Linked DNA regions of Nothobranchius furzeri: region 1 is linked to region 2. The links are chromatin contacts, called in public Micro-C maps. All regions are on one chromosome and are shown on one strand. Each heading gives the region's core, a stretch centred on a gene start, on an enhancer-like site or on the middle of the called end of the contact. The rest is flanking DNA. Distances are from core to core; before and after follow the strand shown.

Region 1 (6,379 bases), core at 3,031-5,530, 160 kb after region 2:
TCATTCTTTGCTCCACAGGGTGCGTGTGTGTGTGTGTGTGTGTGTGTGTGTGTGTGTGTGTGTGTGTGTGTGTGTGTGTGTGTGTGTGTGTGTGTGTGTGTGTGTGTGTGTTTGTGCATCCTTTCTCCAGCAGGACCCCCAGATCAAAACCGCAACCCACTCTCCCTCCCCATGCCTCTCTCTTTCGCTCTTTCTCCATCTCTCCACCCCCTCTCTCATTAAAAACTGCAGGCCCTGGTTTCTAATTAAATCCCACTTGAAAAGTCTTAAAGTCAGCCTCAGATTGATTCAATTTGCATTTCTGAACAGAGAACATTGCCTAAAAGGATTAATAAATTGGACGAAAAAAAAGCCTTCTTTCTGCACCTCGTCGTCAGAGCTTGTAAGACAACATCCAAGAGAAACATCCCCCCCCCACACACACACACACACAACAAGCCTCTATTCAACATATGCTCTTGCACTTTTCCATGCATGTGACACCCAGGATGCCAGCAGAGATGGGAAGTGTGTATCAGGACACTGGGTTCAAATGTGTGTGTGTGTGTGCACACGCCTGCATGTCCTCATTCATGGAAATTGACGAGAACCCTCTGAGATTTAGCTGTGAGAGAGCACACACAACGAGCATCTCGCAGCGTGCATGTGTGTGCCGAGGCATTTATGTGGAAGAGGGTTGACTTTGTTGTGCTGTGCCAAAGTGCTGAAAGTGACAAGGAGACACAGTGAGGGAGAAATTTTCTCTCCTCTGCACGCGCTGAAACGGGGCCTCAGTGATGGAGCTGTGCCGTTGGCTGGTGGACATCTTCAGCCAGACGATGGAAATCCAAAAAAACTTGTTGCCCGGCTACGTGAGCCAAATTCACTTAGTGTGAGAACTTGAAAAGAGCAAAAGTGAGACATTGCAAAGAAAAATGCTGGTACACACACACACACACACACACACACACACAAACCCACTAAAATTGGATTTTTTTAAATGTGCATTCATAAAAAGCTGCACTTTTGCAGGTTTGTTGTGAAGCTGCTAACATATGTCTGATAATCGCTATCATACTGATCAAAAGCTTGAAGAAAAGACTTTAAAGTGTAATAAAAATTGATAATCTTAGATTGTTTTTTCTCTTATAGCATGTTTACTTTTTACAGAAGTGCACACTAAGTTTCACAGTTGTTGTATTTCTTTAAATAAACAGCTAACACCACAAAAACACAGAAGCGTACACAATATACAGTGGGCACGGTTGCACAAGGCGTATTTTGGCTTTAACTGTAAAAACACAGACAGAGACACTGTAATTAGATGAGTTTCCAAATGCATCTGACACAAGAGGAAACTAAACACTCGTACACAAAAACAGAGAGGACTGTTCAAAAAGAATTACGAAATGCGAGATGGAATAAAAGTTTAAAGGGATGATGCTGGCGAGATGATGAGAATACGCAGTCAAAGGAAATACAGAATGCATCAGCGTGAGATGGAGCAATTTAGTGTCGCGATGATGAGGCATGCTCTTTTAAGGGACAACACTGACCCCTAGTGACTTTATGTGGAATTACTTCCCAAAAACAATCTACATCATGCAGGTGATGACACACACTCACAAGCAGTTTGCTTATTCGTTCTTATGAGTGATACAAGAGTGTGTGCTTATATTTACGTTTTAAAGAGATTAAATCTGTTTACTCTCTTAAAAGAATAAAGATAGTATTTGCCCATGTAGACTTCCTGCACACTGCTGAGGTGTGTGTGTGTGTGTGTGTGTGTGTTTTAATATTGGTGCCGGGTGAATTGAAGCTTCCTTTGATACGATGAAGGCTGACAAGCGTGAAACAGGTCCAAGCAGGAACGTGGGCGCTGCCAATTAACCCTTTTCACCGTGTGAAACCAAACATAATTGCCTGGTGTGCATGGGGCCAATGGGCCGTGGCCTGCCCAGCGTAGGCTAAAATGGGCATTAGCCGTGCTGCCAGGTGACCATTACACACAATTGAACCACCAGGTGTCCGTTCAAATCACATAGTTACAGTTGCTACCCTCGTCTAATTGGCATGATATTACCAAATGAACCCTGATTTTAATTTTCACACCTTTCTAATTTATCTAAAATGTCTTTAGAGATATTATCCTGTGCTACATTTGTTACACTAGGATCACATCTAGGATAAAACAGTTTTCTAACACATTGCTATGTTTTTAAATTCCATTCCATTTATTTGATAAAGCACATTTAAAAACAGCATGTGAGCTGACCAAAGTGCTGTACAGGGGTAAAAACATATAGGGTTAAAAGAATAATTTAAAAGAATAAAACAACTAGAGCAAAACACAAAGAACCATGAGAAGTCAATAAAATCAGTAAAAGAACAGTGTAAATAAACCATCGATAAAATAGCTAGGTAGTAAAAGCAAGAGAATAAAAATAAGTCTTTAAGTGGGACTGAAAAACCCCAATGGAGGAGGAGATTCTGATATTCAGTGGGAGATCATTCCAAAGTTTTGGAGCGCAGACAGAAAAAGCTCGTTCACCACGGGTTTTGCAGCGTTGACGGGGAATCTGTAGTAGGTGGAGGTCACCTGAACGGAGAGTCCTGCCTGGCACATAAGGAGTGAGTAACTCGGATAAATATTGAGTTTGTGGTTTTTAAGAAATGAAGCTGTATTTCCGTCAAATCGGCTCACAATACTAATTATCCTGATGGGAACAAATAACGATTAAAAGGTTAAACTAAGTCTTCTCTTACAAATAAATCTCATTCATGTAACGCTCAAGGCGAACTCCTCGTGTTTTGATTTCAGCACACAAAACTAGAGCAATAATAAAAAAACTAGTACAGACCTTTTGCACTGCTGCAGTATGTTTTACTAAAGTAGATGTAAAATTATTTTGGGTTCCGTTAAAGATCAGGTTTACATCTTACTACATAGAAACTCTATAAAGACAGAAACTGGAACAACTAACTGGTCACTTCATATTGATTCAACGAGGTGTTGTAAACGGTCCTCCCATTAAGTAAACCTCCCGTTCCACCGCATCCCAAAGGCTCTAGACTGGATTGAGATCTGGAGAATGAGGAGGTCGTTGTGGACTCTTCACCGTGTGTCCAGATGATTTGAGTTTTGTGACATGGTGCATTATTCTGCTGGAAGTAGCCATCAGAGGATGGGTCCAGTGTGGTCATAAAGGAATGGAAATGGTTAGCAACAATACTCAGGGAGGCTGTGGGGGTAAACCAATGCTCCGTTCGTACTGACCCAGCCAGCGTCATATATGATGATGAATGGCCCACACTTTTACAGCGCCTTTCAGAATCAGAGGACTCCAAAGCGCTTTACACTAAAGTGTATCATTCATCCATTCACACACATTCAAATGCTGGTGATGATGAGCTATGTCGCCAGCGCTGCCCAGGGACACACTGACAGAGGCGAGGCTGCCAAACACAGGCGCCACCAGTCCCTTCGACCACCAGCAGGCAGGTAGGGAGGGTTAAGTGTCTTACCCAACCACAGAAACCGTAGACAAACCCTGTTGGCACCCATACACTTTGCCCATATGTGTCCACATGGGGCACACCTATGCATGCTGGCTGGGTGAGGAGACCAAAGTGCATCAGGAACATCCTCCACACGCCATCAAATCACCTACAGCAACCTGAACCATTGCTACGAGACAGGATGGATCCTGCCTTTCCTCATATTCTGAATGTTGGAGATAAAATCTGCACTTTCTCAGCCTTTTACGTCCAGTTTTGGTGATTCCGTGTGAATTGTAGCCTCAGGAGTGACAACCAGGTGTTGTCTTCTGCAGCTGTAAACTCTAGCCAGCCTATCCGACTCCCAAAAATTGTACCGCATTTAAAATCAATCAAATTCCCCTTTTCCTGTGATTCATGTGGTTCTCTTATCATTACTGTACTCCATTAAGAGGCTAAAGGTTGTTCAAAGACTTGTTTAAAACATTAAACATATAAACAAATGACCTGTCAAGTAAGAAAATCATTTTAATACTAGTTTGTGTTGAGTTGAGATTTAAAAATGTGATGGAAAATAATCTCATTATTATGAAGCCTCCTATGTGGGAAAGTAAACCCAAAAATAAAAATAAATCTGTCATTTTAGATATACATTAAAAATATATCAAACACTGCGGATTTTTACTGTTGTGTGAAAAATATTTCCATGCGGAGCCTGTTTTTAATTCACCTTTGGGTTGTAGTAGCGAGTTCTCACCGCTAGATGCCGTAGTTTCACCCTACATCCGCCTGCCTTGCCTTCTTGCCGTGTCCGTCTGCCTTCCTGACCGTCCAACAAGAAACGCTGGCTACTGCACCCCCTCCTCATCGGGATGAAAAAATATGGCGGAAAGAAGCTGAATTACCATTAAAGGCCGATTCTGGCGTTACTGGGTAAGGTACAAACTCCCGTTTAAGGTCTGGGTACGGCTTGAGCCCAGACTACCGTTAGCTAAAGCCCCGTTTTACCAATGCTAATATTTGTAATCAGTTTCAGCGCGTGAGTCGCTTAGCGTGCTAGGTTAGCATCTCAAGACAGTGGGCATGTCTGCGTGCGTGTGTAGCGTAGCAACTGCACGAATGTTGCGTTTCACTTCGTAATATTTTATTTCCAGCCGTTGCGTGTTGTTTTAAGCCGACGATAACTCATAAACAACACTCGGCACGCTGCTGTCACGAATGTTTTATGCAAACGTGTAGCCTAAAAGGAGGGCGTTCTTCTACCCATGTGTTAGCTTTGTGTTTTGAATGGAGCTTAACATGTTCCAGGCTCCCGGGCGTGTTGAAAATCTAGCGTCTGAACGAAGATGCTTGACAAACGAAAGCGGCTGGAGTTTTGGGGGCTGGGTTGGCAACAGGAGGAAGGTGCGTCCGCTCTAACTCCCGTCTCCCTGTCAGATTTGCAGATTTGAAAACAAGGAGCAGGGTTACTTTAATTTGGACGCCATCCCCCTTTCGCGTAGGAAAAAGGCGCACTTCTGCGAAAGCGAGATCGTCCGGAGAGTAGGAACACTGCCAGACGGTTATGAAGTTTTAAGGTAAGCTTGTTTCTAGGAACTGCCCACTTCCTGATCCCAGCCGCAGAAAATCCCAAGTTTTAGGTTTCATTCAGATCCAAACTTTAATAGTTCTTTCAGCCCTGATGATGATGATGTGGAAAGGAAGTTTTGCCAGGACACATTCAAATATTTGTCAGATCGCCTTGGATTGTTTATAGTCTCTTCTTCCTATGTTCACTCTTTCACCATTCATTCTTTCATTCATTAAGTGTTTCCAGCTTATAGCGCAAACTATTTTGCTCGTTGGGCTCATTTTTTCTTGTCTAGTTTAATCATCTGACCTTGATGCGTGACAAAAATAAAATAATATCTACTAAAAGTTTTAGTTAATGACAGGTTTCCCGTGTTTGTTTTAGAATTACCTCATTCCACCACGTAGGGTGGCCGGGCTCAGCCTTAGAGATAGGAATGAGGAGCTCGGACATTCGGGAGGGACTCGGAGTAGAACCGCTGCTCCTCCGGATCGAAAGGAGTCAGTTGAGGTGGTTTGGGCACCTGGTTAGGATGCCTCCTGGACGCCTCCCTGGGGAGGTGTTTCGGGCATGTCCTGCCGGCAGGAGGCCCCTGGATCGACCCAGGACACGTTGGAGAGGTTAAATCTCCAATCTGGTCCAGGAACGCCTTGGGGTCCTGCCAGAGGAGCTGGTGGGGGTGGCCGGGGAGAGGACGGGCTGGACCTCCCTAGTTGGGATGCTGCGACCCGGATAAGCGGAGGAAGACGACAACGACCTCATTTTCATTTTAACTTGATGTAAAATTTAGACTTTTAGAGGCAAGTTGTTATTTTTGTTAGTGATGCACCGATATGACATTTTTGGGCCGATACCGATATACTGACATTAATGCTTCTAAATTTATTAGATTTTGTATAGAATAAAACTGATTAAAGCTGAATTTACGTTATTATGTACACACACCACACACATTTACGGTTCTGAGAGGATTACAATCACTGTCACATCACTAAACAATTGCACATCAACCCCCTCACCCTCTAAAACAAGCAAACAAATGGAGATGAGATGGAAAAAATATTAGTTGTTAATATTGACCCAGTTTTATTTATCGAACCAATATGTAAAAAAAATGACTAACACTTGCAGATACCGATATTGATGCCGATATATTGTCCATCCCTAATTTTTATGGCATGATTGTGCTTTTTTTCAGAGTCTTAAGAGGTCTTATTCATTAAAACCGATTCCACTTGTGTTGTTTGCCGTATTTACACTAAAGGGTCACAAACCAGTTGTTAAACTAACTTTCCGTGCACAAAAATATCATTACTGGATTTATCTTTAACC
Region 2 (6,641 bases), core at 3,994-6,493:
AGTTGCTCCCAGCAGTAGGGAGGGGTGCGGTGGAGTGGTGAGGTCACCGGACATCGAAACCACAATACTCAGAAATTAGTAGCTTCCTCTGAGTTCAGCTTCCCGGCCGTGAGATGCAACCCGGGGTCTGCAGATTAGGTGTCCAAGGCTCTGGAAAGAGCTGTTGTGTCTGTAATCACTTGCAGCGTTGCAGAAAGGGTTTTGACTTAAGGTCAAAGGAGATGCTTCTTTCCCAATTTGGCCGAATCAGGAGTCAGCTGGGAACTGAACTAATCGGGAAGTAATTCTTGTATTATTAAACCACCATGTTGTGACTTTTGGTCAAGTTTTGGCAAATCAGAATTTGACACGTTTCTGAGTTTTTACCCTCAGAAAGCCACGCCCTCCTCAGATACAAAGCTTTCTTAACACTGTGAATAAGAATCTTTCAGACTCTTATGTGAGGTGCATATTAACCTTAATAAGTATCTTATTGCAATGTGTATGAGTGTGAACAATGACTAACTTGTTAAATCAAACCCATACTGATCATAAGATCTGAAATGGAACATTTTAAGAGCAATATTCATTTCAAATTCATTGATTTAAGCACAAGTTATTCAAACATTTGATTTAAACATCTTGTTCATTCATCACATTTGATTAATTAACTCATAAGTTGGAAAGTCTTGCAGGATTCAAGTAGGTTCACTTTTTATTCAGAGTGATGAATACAGCAGCCAGGCTTTTACGCAGAAAGTGCAGGACCTTGGGACAGAGTGTTTGTCTGGATAATTTGTCTTCTGTACGTAAACACACACTGAGCAGAACCTTCTGGGTTTGGAAGGCCAAATAGAAAGTGGATTTATTTCCGTAGATGAAAGGTTACTATGTTGGTCAATATATAGGTGAAAATTGACCCTTTTGGTACGTTTCACAGTCATTGCAGCAGATTTCAATGCAAGACACCACCCATCTCCCATGCTACAGTTAGCAAACTGCTTGCTAAGTTTCGTGAAACTGGTTCAGTGTTGAATTTGCCAAAATGTGGACGCATGAAAACTGTCACTAATGAAGAAACATCAGTGGCTGTCCTAGCTTCATTCAGCAAGAGCCTACAGCATAGCACTCGCTGCATGTCACTGGAGAGTGCCATTAGTCGAACATCCCTTTGGCACCCTTACAAACTGCAGCTACTGCAGCATCTCAACGAGGATGAGCCAGATCGGTGCACAGAATTTGCAGAATGGGCAAAACAAAAATTGGAACAGGACCCTCAGTTCACGCAGAAGATTTTGTTCAGTGATGAAGCAATCTTTTATGTGAATAGTAAAGTAAACAAACAAAGCCACCACTATTGGTCTGAGACTAACCCACATTGGATAGATCCCTCCAAGACTGCTGGAACAAAAAAGTGATGGTATGGTGTGGTATTTGGGGTCCAAAGATAGAGGGGCCATTCTTCATCAATGGAAACCTCAAGGCCACTGGATATTTGAAATTGCTACATGATGATGTGTTTCCCTCTTTATGCACTGAAGCTGGCACGTTCCCTGAGTTTTTCCAGCAAGAAGGTGCACCACCACATTATGGGTGTCAGGTCCGAGCATTCCTAGATGAACAGTTTCCTGGAAAGTGGATTGGTCGTCGTGGGCCAGTTGAATGTCCCCCAAGGTCTCTCGGTCTGACCCCCCCTTAGACTTTTATCTTTTGAGTCATCTGAAGGCAATAGTCTATGGTGTGAAGATACAAGATGTGCAGCACCTGAAACTATGGATACTGAAAGCCTGTGCTGGCATTTCTCCTGCGTTGTTGCCATCAGTGTGTGAAGAGTGGGAGAAGAGGGTTGCATTGACAATCCAACACAATGGGCAGCACATTGAACACATTTTATGAGTGGTCACAAACTTGTAAATAACTCATGAAAGAATAAAGTTACGTTAAAACCAAGCAAACCATTGTTTTTCTTGTGAAATTCCCAATAAGTTAGATGTGTCACATGACCCTCTTCTTATTGAAAAATCAAAAGTTGGATCCAAGATGGCCGACTTCAAAATGGCCACCATGGTCACCACCATATAAATATATGTCGATGGTCACCACCCACCTTGAAAAAGTTTGCCCCCTTACATATACTAAAGTGCCACAAACAGGATGCTAATATCACCATTCCCATTTTATTAAGGTGTATCTATATAAATGACCCACCCTGCATTCTGTTTCCTCTGTAATTTAGTAAATGTATTCATTAATTAAAAACCTGCTTTTTATTGGTGCAATTCTCCATTCCAGTTCCCGCGTGTACCATTACATCTGGACAACACCCATATGCCGCACAAACACCAAGAGAGACTACTTCAGCTACTGCAAAACATAAATAACATTGAACTAGCACAGTCTTGTTCTTTCTTTTTTCAATTTCACGTCTTTTTAAAATAACTAGGTAATAAAAACACTATAGTTATGTACCAAAAGCTAAACTGTTGTAATGTGACACCTCTGTGTGAGAAAATAAACTTGTGACCCACACATTAATTGTATCTAGAGACATTTTCTGGAGCAAAAACATAAAAAAGAGGTCACACCAAAAAGAAATGCTGTCAAATGTCTGATGCAGTGGCTGTTGGACCACTTCCGATGTGTCAACACGACCTTTTACAGGTCTCAATCTGAAAGCTTTTGACTGAGTCTCAGAGCCATACTTTGATGAGCAGTGATGGCATAACCACAAAGGGAGTCTTTTTGTTGTGCTCAGTGTAGCTTCTGTTTTACTGAGATATACATTCTTGGCCATTTCTCTTTTGAAAATAATTTTTTTTTATCTCAAACAGACCTTTTTATGGTCTTTTTGAAAAATACAAATGATCGCATCAGCTACGATTCAAAAGTACTGTAAGTTGATGTTTTTATTAATGACATGGAATCAGTGCATTTCCTCTAAAACAGGTAAGTAACCAACCTAATCAATTTAATATTTAAAATTCCCAGAGAAGCTTGTGAATAACTAAAAATTTTTTTATTTTAACAGCTACAAATCAGCTCGACGTGTGGCTGGGATGTCGAGTTCTGATACCATGTCAACGTGTCGGCACCCGGTGGGATTCTTTTAGATGGGTTTACAAGGAGAATGAACATAGTCGTGCAGCCCAATTATACTTTCTAGATAAGACAGGATTGACACTGTATGCCTCTAACCGCAGAGCCACTGTTTCAAATGATGGCTCCTTGATCATTGATGATTTTAAGGAGAAAGATCAGGGCATGTACTGGTGTGAAAAGTGTGACAAAAACAAATGCGGAAGTGATCAGTCGGACATCTACAGAGTGCAAAAAGGTTGGAACGACTGTTCTTTTCACAAATCTATTCATTCCTTCGCATATTTCTATTTCAATTTCTGATATTTTTATTGTCCTTCTAGAAACTCTGAAAGAAATTCAAGAGACATCATACATCACTGCAGGCAGCAGCTTCATGCACACATGTCCGGGGGGTTTTCTGGAGCTAAAATGGACTTTTGAAGCAAGCAACAAAACTGCCCAAGAATCCAAACAGATTCCAGAAACAACCGTTAATGTTGTTAATGTTAAAGCTGCAGATGTTGGGAAATACACCTGCTGGGCGAGTCGCTGTGGCGGTCCGAGTCAAAAACAGCTTACTGTTAGCTTATGTGTGGTAGAAGGTAAGAAACTCACAGTAATCTGCTTCATTTGTGAAAAATAAACAAGATTTATGTTAAAATATACATATTTGTTTGTTTTGTGGCAGTAGTACACCACCGTGAGGACTCCTCTCTGTCTTGTTTCGTGACGTGTGATGTGGATTCTGAAACTAGAAAAGAGACTTCAAGGCTTCAGGTGGACAATACGATAATATCAGTGGACGTAGCTCCATCTGGGGTTTTCGTTTGTACGGCAGGTCAGATTTTGGACAATAGCACGACTGTTACCAGCACTTACACATCAGCATCAGCAGTTTTAAACACATCAGCAGGCGAGTGAATGCCGCGACCCTCTTTTTTAAATTCTAAATTAAAATTAAACAATTAAAATAAACATATTGTTGACTCTACAGGTGAATCTGAGGAGACTGAAAACACGTTTCCAGCCATTTATGGAGTATCAATCACTGCGGCATGTCTAGCTGTAACAGCACTCGTGATTTTTTGCTTCAAATCAAGACTGCAAGCAGGTAGGATTTGCAGCTGTAGGTTTTCGTTGAGACTTCCTGTTTTTTGTAATTTACATATAGATTTTAATCATGCACAGTGGTTTGCCCTTCAACCTGATTCTCTTTCTGTCTCTCCTCAGCATTTCCGTTTCACAGCTCTTGTTGCGGATTTGGCAGCAAGGTATGATGAGTATTATAAAGTGTATGTATGAAATACCACATGTGATGTTTTGCTAAGGTAATTAATGTCTTGTTTTATGCTGCAGGAAGAAGAAGAAAACCCGACTGTTATTTATTCTTCTCTTGTCATCAAGGCACCTCCCGCAAGAAGACATAGATATGCATGTGAAACTGACTGCATTTATGGTGAAATAAAAGTGTAGTAGAAACACACCTGGCAGAGATGAAAGCTAAACTGAAGAGTTAGTGATTGTAGTTTCCACACTGTCCTCTGATTTAGTGATCAATTTGTCAACAACTTCTAATATGATTGTATGTATAATTATTACTCCCACAGGGTTGTGGAGGTAAAATCTAAAATTTCTCAATTTTTGCCCAAAATAAATAAATAAATAAATAAATAAATAAATAAATAAATTTCTACATTTAAAATATATTTTATTTTATACATACTCTTCCATAATATGTTACGATATATTGCTGAAATGTGGATACATTTCTCATTTTGCAGATTTTGAATTTATGAATAAAATAATACAATTTAAATTTTAAATGTTTAAAAATTTCCAAAGACAATGAAGTGAATTTATTTTTAAGAAACTGTTCCGATATTTTAAAATGACGTTCTGAGAAAGAGTTATAAGCGATTAAAATATGATCTGATGAAGACAACTGAATAAAATCATAATAGAGAAACAGATTAGTTGTGACTGGACTGATTATTTTTTCATGATTATTTATAAACTGTTGGATCATTAATTTACTTTCTGCAGTTGCAGAATGAACTTCATTTCTATTTTTATTTCAGGAAATGTGGAATATTAATGCGAAGATCCTGTCATTTCGTTTGTGCACCGTAGTTTTTAGACATAGATGTTGTAAAACCGTCATTCTCCAGTAGGTGGCAGCAGAGTGTTATCATAGCGGTTGTAACGCGCTTCAAAAACAAGCCAAAGAAAGATGCTCTCGTATTTTTGATGCATATTGAATGTTTTGTCTAATCTCCACATGCGTGGGTGGTTTTATTTTGACTACGTTTCCTCCATTTTTTACTTGAACAGCTGGAGTGACTCATTTGTATGTTGCTGACGTAAAAACTTGGCGAACTAGCGGTTAGCTAACGCTACATGCTAACCGGAAGAGGCTTACCGGGTCTTTAACAAACCATTACGCCAACATTTATTCTGGTTTACCTTAACAGGTACGGAGTAGCATTCTGCTTTATGGCTATTTTTCATGTAAAAGTAGACTTTTTGGGGGAGTCGCAAACTGTATGAATGATTTAGCTTAGCAACATAATTTAGCCTTTTAACTATTAGCTAGCATAACGAACAAGTTAACATCATAAGTAGCTATTTACATTAAGCTCTGCATATTATCAAGTAACAGTGAGCCAGCATGCAAAGTGTTGATTAAAATAAGTTTAGAACCACCTCGACCTTTTTCTTAAAGTGAAATATTTAGCTATTTATTAGCATGTTGAGCTAAGCTTACTGACTGCTTTTCTTTTTAAATTGGGACAAAAGCAGATACCTGAGAAAAGATGGAGGCCCCTCCTGTTACCGTGATGCCTGTGACCGGTGGGACGATTAATATGATGGAATATTTGTTACAAGGTGAGTTAGTGAGATACAAAATAAAAATAGTCTCCCTGAGTGCTTTTTAAGTACACAAGAAAAATTACTTTTCAGACATTTCAACGTTTTATACAATTGTCAGTTTTGCATTAGTGGCCATATGTAGTATTTTATATCAGCTATTATGTCAACAATGAAAGATGGATGACTGTTAATGGGGAAAAATCTAAATTGAATTGAATAGGCTATTAATCCCAGGGGGGACATTCACTCTAGAGCAGAACATACGCTTAGAGAAAAGGAAGAAGAAAAAAATAAAAACAAAAGTGCAGGTACATACACAACGGCAGTAAGCTATTATTGTAACCTTCAAACCACTAAGAGCAACAAAATAAAAATACTAAATTGGGTTTCCAAAGATGTACAGCATAAGGAACACATATTTGTAGGTGATAACTAAGATTTAAAAGATCTTCTACCATAAACTGAAACTATCAGTTATTAGTCATTTTATTTTTACTAATTTGTAAAATCTCAGAATCTTGTTTCTGCTTCCATGAAAGCATAACTGTGGAAAAAGTCCTCAAAAGCTGGATTAACCTCTAATCTGACAGTTTAAGGAAACGTGTTACATGAAAAACATATTCTGATGAAGACTGATTATAGAATACATGTTTTATACCTTTACTGTTTCAGATAAAGTTTGAGTGACATAAGATGTTTGTTTTATTTTTGAA

The links. Hi-C and Micro-C count contacts between places; a contact is called where the count stands out from the background.
Region 1: a Micro-C map of tail fin shows a contact between it and region 2, with 17 times the contacts expected there. The contact joins the promoter of LOC107379383 here to the promoter of med18 in region 2. A contact is called at or near these places in 2 of 2 Hi-C or Micro-C datasets (skeletal muscle and tail fin).

Annotation. Positions count from the first base shown.
Region 1 is chr5:72,202,774-72,209,152 of NfurGRZ-RIMD1, forward strand. LOC107379383 (polycomb protein SCMH1) reads left to right here and starts at 4,281. Exons shown (of 16, transcript XM_015950108.3): 1 at 4,281-4,410.
Region 2 is chr5:72,037,037-72,043,677 of NfurGRZ-RIMD1, forward strand. It overlaps med18 (mediator of RNA polymerase II transcription, subunit 18 homolog (yeast)), which reads left to right and starts at 5,244. Exons shown (of 3, transcript XM_015950104.3): 1 at 5,244-5,528; 2 at 5,854-5,943. The coding sequence starts at 5,871.